Linked DNA regions of Mus musculus: region 1 is linked to region 2. A link is a contact called in public promoter capture Hi-C data. All regions are on one chromosome and are shown on one strand. The core of a region is the stretch at or near the end of the contact, and the rest is flanking DNA. Distances in the headings are between cores, read along the strand shown.

Region 1 (2,700 bases), core at 38-2,537, 88 kb after region 2:
TTTATTATTTTTTTATTTTTTGAGACAGAATCTTATGTCATTCAAACTGGCCTTGAGCTCACTCTGTAGCTGAGGATGACCTTGAACCCCTGACCCTGCAGCCTTCTAAGATCTGGGATTACAAGTATGTGTCCTTATACCCTACTCCAGGTTTGGCCTTTTGGAGAAGTGAGCAGAGCCATGTGGTAATGCAAGAGACACTTCCTCAATGCAAGGGGCAGTCACCACCAGCCCCCGGGACACTGGGCTTTAGCTGTTCCTAGCAGGTGTATGCTTCCTGCAGCTGGCCAGTGGGCGAGTGTATAAAGTCTGCTTTGCCTGAGTATAATCAGGTGATGAAGGAGCACTAGAGTCTGTTTAGGACTGACTTGGCAAGACTCTTCTACTCAGGCAGTATGAGCAGCCTGGCCCTGAGTTATCATGAGAAGCTTGGTTAGCATCTAACATAGTTTCTCAGATGTGGGCAGCTCTTCTCAGAGCCTTGTCCACCATTGCCTCCTCCTGGGATTTGTTTTTTTTTTTTTTTTTTTCCTTTCAGCCTTACAGCATTCTCACCCCCATCCCCTGGCTGGGCCCCGACTACAGGAGAAGCAGCAGCATGTGATCTGGCCCGAGGTGGCTGCTCTAGCCTGCTCTCCAGTGCAAGGATCCTGGCAACCTCTGTTGCTGTTTTAGCAGATTCTCACTCTTTCCTAGGCTGTCTCCTGTTGGCATCACCTGCACTTCTCCTAGAGCCAGGCTGCTCTCTGCTGCAGTTGGCCAAGCCTGTCTTTGACATTGGAAGTTGGGGTTTTAGAAGCAGAGACCTGTGTGTCTGGTTCTCCCAGCCTACAGGCCTGTGTCCTCAATTTGGAGCTCATGCTGTCTCTCGCCCAGAGAGGAGTCTGAGCAGAGCAAAGCATGGACTCTGACCCAGGATCTGCCTGCCCTGGAGTCTGCAGTGCCAGGCCTGGGTTCTGAGTTAGGAATTTAAGGCCAGATTACTGGAGATTTTGCCCCCTCCCCAGGCTGTCCCTCTCTGGAATCCAAGCTAGGTCTCCAAGCAGGCTCTGCCTGGCCTGCTGCCCTTGGGATGAGGAGACCCTTGGTGAGAATGTTGCTGGCCCTTTAAGGGGAGGCTGGCTCCGTCTCAGGGGGAAGGAGGCTTTTTCTCTGGAGTTGTTTCCAGGTCCCTGGGGAAGGGCTGGCTGGGGCTCTTAGGAATCATGCCCTCCTCCCTGCACCAGGCCTGGCATCCTGGAGGGCACCCAGCCACAGATGGGCCTCCAGCTCCAGGCCCGCCCCTTGCTGGTGTCTGGGAAGCAGGCAGGGGTGGGGTGGGGCGGGAACAACTTGGGGCCTGAAAGTGCCCATATATAGTCACTGGGGGTGAGCAAGGAGTCAGGCCTGTGAGCTGTCTGATCCTGGGGTGGCTAGTGCCCCCTGGTATTCCAGTGGGGAGGGATTGCCATCTGAAAGGCAGGAGGATATAGGGTAAAGTGCACTGGGTCCAGCAAAGGCAGCCCCCAAGGAATGTTTATTGATTGAAAATAAAATGTCCCAATTCCTCTGTAGTTAGATCCAAGAATACTTTGAAAACTTCCATTTTGTAAAAGTCAGAAGTAACAGTATGTCCATAGTTAAAAGTGGTTGCAGTCCCTGGTGGGATTCATTCCAACATGAAAGGCTGAAGCCCCTTTTATGGGGGCTTCTGAGTGTCTCTTCTTACTCACAGCCCAATTTGGAGAGAAGGGCTTGCTTGCCTCAGCCTCTGATGTTTCTGGAGTCTCTCCATTCTGTCTCCTATGTTGCTGGTGTTGGTGTTGGTGGGGGTGGGGGTGGGCGGTGTGGGCTGCTACCTGTGGATGGGGCATTCCCTCCCCACTGGAGCCCCGGGCCTTCGTCCTTGGCCGGCCTCCTCTGCCCAGCCACTCTTTGCTGCACTCTTGACTCTGCTTTTAAAAATCACAATGTTAACACAGCTTTTGCTCATTTAATCTAGTTACTATTGTGCTGCTAAGCGCCTTTGTTAAGTTTTGTATATTGATACTTTTTGTTGTTGTCAGCAGTTTTTTTTTCTTTCTTTTTTTTTTTTTAAAGATATAAAGCCATTAGGGTGAGAGAAGATTAAAAAGATACATTACAATTAAAATGTTAATGAAATCTGCATCATACAACTTTTGAAACCCTTCAGGCATTTATCTTGCCTGTGTCATGTCCATTAACTTTGGCTATTCTTATTCCACACTGACCCCTGCTGAGAGATTTGTGCTATAATTGGATTTTTTTTTTCTTAAATAAAAAAAAGGGGGGGGGAAGCTTTTAAGAAAATAGAGGTTGAGTGGCCGGTCCTGGTCCTGAAATGAAGAGAGTAGAAAATGGGAAAGCCTGGCTCTCTCCCTCACTGGGCAAGCTCAGAGCCCATCCCTCAGCTTTAAGATGTGTATTTGGGGTGTGGTTTTACAAGAGGAAGAGCCTAGAGGGATGGGGGGTGTGAGCCTGAGGGCCAGGTTGGGGTATTGGGTATACTCATTCCCCAGGGAAGAGACTAGAAGCTGGAATGTGTGTGATAGGAGACTCCCGCCCCCCCATTACTCCCCTTTACCTGGGACTATTTAAGGGCACACTGGTGTTTCTGGCTAGGGTTTTGGGCTATGAAAAGGGGGGTTCCCCAGGTCTTCTTCCCAGGACAGTTGAGAGTTCAGGGCAGGACTGTGTGAC
Region 2 (2,993 bases), core at 301-2,800:
CTGTACCTTCAGCAGGACTCCAGGTAAGAGCCATTGCAACCTACAAGTCTCCATGCCAGGCAGGAAAAAGAGAAGAGACAGAATGCAGAGGGGTGACCAGGAGGGAGTGACTGCGGAGAAAAAAAGTACAAGGTGACAGCAGGCAGGAGAACAGGAAAGCTACAGGGTCAACAGTGACCAGAAAGGCCTGGGGCTGGTCCTAGAGATTGAATGTCCCACAGCTTCCAGAACTGCTTTGGCTTGCAGCAAGAATCCCCAGGCCAAGTCTCCCGCTTGAACTCTGATTCCCCAAGGGCCATTTCACTGCCACGGACGTTGGGAAATAATGGAGGCATTGTTGGCGGCAAGCCAGATGCCCAACAGTGTGGAGCCGCCCCTTCCCTAGTCTAGCCATACATGGCCCCCGCCCCACTGCCCTCTGCAGCAGCTGACACTCAATGGCTCACATCTCAGCTCACCCAGCACCCATTTCACTCCAAGCTAGTGTTCCCTGACCTCGGAATAACAAGTACAGAGCAACATGAAGGGACGGCTGCAGGCACAGGGCTCTTTCCGAGGCAGCAGCTGTGCTGGGACCAAGTGGAGAATCTTGCGTTCTTTCATTCATCCTTCCCATTCTGGGGTCTGATCGGTCACAGTCCTAGGGATGGAGGCAGAACAGGACAAGAAGAGGAACCAGGAGGGTGGCAGCAACCTGCTGATTCTGCAAACACTTCTAGGGTGTCCCTAATTGTTACCAGGGCACTATACCCTGCTGGATTCTAGTTCCTACCAGGAACTGCATAGGTCTGGCGCTGTCTCCTGGCTGGGTAGTAGGAGCCCTCAGTGAGGGCTCATGCAAGGATAGGATGATGGGTTCTGGTGGGCTCACCTGTTCGAATGGGGATGAGATGTGGAAATCCAGGTGCAGGGATTGTTCTAAGGAATTGGGGTGGGGAAGTAAGGGTAGATCTCAGGGCTTCCGCAGCTCAACCCTTTTCTGGCCTAGAGTCTTGGTGTGTTCCCGCAGAGGACACCGGATCTGAGGTCCTAAGAATCGTTCCTTCTCGCTGTACTGGCTCCAGGAGGCACTTCTAGTGGTGGGGTCCAGAGTGTCAGAGTTGGGGGACCTTCAAATCGAGCTCCTCGTAGCTCTACTGTGGCTTCTTTGCCACCACGTTCCCTCGCGATGGCTATCAGGTTGCCCTTCTGCTGACCAGGTGTGGTCTCAATGCTGTCCAGCTCCGGTTCAGAGTCTAAACGTGAGCAAAGAGAACGCAGTTCCCTCCCTGCCGCTTCCCTCGGGACCTCAGCCTTCCGGGAGGCTTAGCGAACTTGCTTGGGGCAGGGGCGAGCATCTGTAGGAAGCCTTGAGTGGTTACTGCGCTGTCTCCGTCCTCGGGAAGTGCAAGCCAGACGGCTTCTAGGCACCTCGGTTCCGGCTGAAAGGTGCACAGTCTCCAGTGGCCTCCAGTGGCCCCGGGAGCGTCTCTGCGACCCCCGGCCCAGCCCCGCCCCGCGGCCCCGCCCCCCACCGCTCCGCCCTCCGCGGGCCCGAGGCTTGGCGCCCAGAGGCCTCCCGTGGGCACAGCGCCCAGCAGCGACACGAGTCGCTCCGACGCCAGCTCGGAGTCCCTGCAACGGTGGCCTCGCCAGACCCAGGGGAAGTTCAGGGTCGGAGGGCGGCAGCACCAGGCACCTGGCCCCATGGAAGCTCGCGGGGAGCTGGACCCGTCCCGGGAATCCGCGGGCGGAGACCTGCTGCTGGCGTTGTTGGCGCGAAGGGCTGACCTGCGCCGAGGTGGGTGCCCGACGGAGAGGCTGCACTGAACAGGCCCAGATGTCCTCGGCTTTTTCTGGCCCTTGTGCGGAGGCCAGCAGAAGCCAAGGTATCTGGACAAGGGTGTGTCTGAGGGGCTCTGACATGGCTAAGCAAAGGCATCTCAAACCTCCAAAGTGTGTGGCCCTCCTGGTGCTGTGTTGTCCTGGCTTTGGGAGCCCTTGGTGATCCAGGAACGGTTTAGGAGACCTTTTGCAGCTCTGAGCTGGCTGAGGCCCCTGAGCTGGAGGGAGCATGTGAAGATGTTTCAGGACTCAGGAATCAGGGAGCAGGAGTTTCTCCTTAGGAACTGCCTTCACTCAGTTCCTTTCCCCCCATTTTCAGCGAGATCAGGTCTGGGTCATGCTGAACTCATCTCCCCTGAGTCGAGTCTTAGTGTCTGCACCGGCAGTTTACCACTAGGCTGGTGGTCAAGACGCGATTACAGGGAAAAGTGGAACTTGTCCGGGCCCCCAGTTTCTTGATCGTACCAGTCTTTTTGCAGGGCTTTGGTTCTGGGGAATAAAAGCGCTCTCCGTTTTCAAGCTGAGAGTATAACAGGATAGGAAAAGAGGAAGTTAGGCTGGCAGAAGGTCTGTCGAAGCAAGTGGGAAAAGGATTCTATGCAGACTGGGGGTATCGGATATGGCCTACTTGCTTATTTATTTATTTATTTATTTATTTATTTATTTTCCAATGGTTTATGGGATGGGTTACCCGCAGGAGCTGGGAGGAAGAGATGGGAGGGGGGATGAGAAAGGGAGGGAGGAAAGCTTGGTAAGCTAGGCTCCAGAGAGAGTTCTGTGAGGCTTGCTAGAGCACTGTTGGCTCCCGAGGCTCCACTGGGCCCTCCAACTCTGTGTAGGAAACTGTACTGAGACTGGAGTTCACCATGCCACGTAAGCAAGAGGAGATCGAGGGTGGCTTCACTGGGAGGCTTGACGGTGGCGACGGCTTTTGTAGGAAGCGGGTGTCCCCGTGTCCCTGCTGTGGGCTTCTTGGCCGAGGCGCTGTCCGTGCCTGGGTGCTGAATTTGCAGTGTTTGGCCTGTCTAGCCACCTCACTCTCTTCTGGGTATCCTTGTGGCCTTACGACGGCTCTGGTGGTGCTCTGGTACAGCTACAGTCGATCTCCACGTCCACACTTGGAGATGTGGTTTTGCTCAGGGTGGGACAGCATCCATCGCAGGCTTGTG

Evidence for each region. Promoter capture Hi-C pulls out the DNA fragments that hold promoters and counts their contacts.
Region 1: a promoter capture Hi-C map of 3T3-L1-derived adipocytes shows a contact between it and region 2, with 4 times the contacts expected there. The contact joins the enhancer-like site here to the promoter of Lhx3 in region 2. A contact is called at or near these places in 8 of 39 promoter capture datasets (3T3-L1-derived adipocytes, the SN4741 cell line, embryonic stem cells and 5 more), 2 of 115 datasets of contacts at active chromatin or transcription factors (both in embryonic stem cells) and 3 of 9 other capture datasets (adipose tissue, liver and pancreatic islet).

What each region holds. Positions count from the first base shown.
Region 1 is chr2:26,117,303-26,120,002 of GRCm38.p6, reverse strand. It overlaps a transcript of Nacc2 not described here. Among named protein-coding and RNA genes, the nearest start is that of Tmem250-ps, 22 kb to the left of the region's middle. Within about 2 kb of position 1,287, at least 86 of the 459 cell types and tissues checked have an H3K27ac peak or open chromatin away from gene starts, as enhancers often do. A contact at or near this core is called in 3T3-L1-derived adipocytes, adipose tissue and liver, where this site is marked.
Region 2 is chr2:26,205,132-26,208,124 of GRCm38.p6, reverse strand. It overlaps Lhx3 (LIM homeobox protein 3), which reads left to right and starts at 1,550. Exons shown (of 6, transcript NM_001039653.2): 1 at 1,550-1,780. The coding sequence starts at 1,687.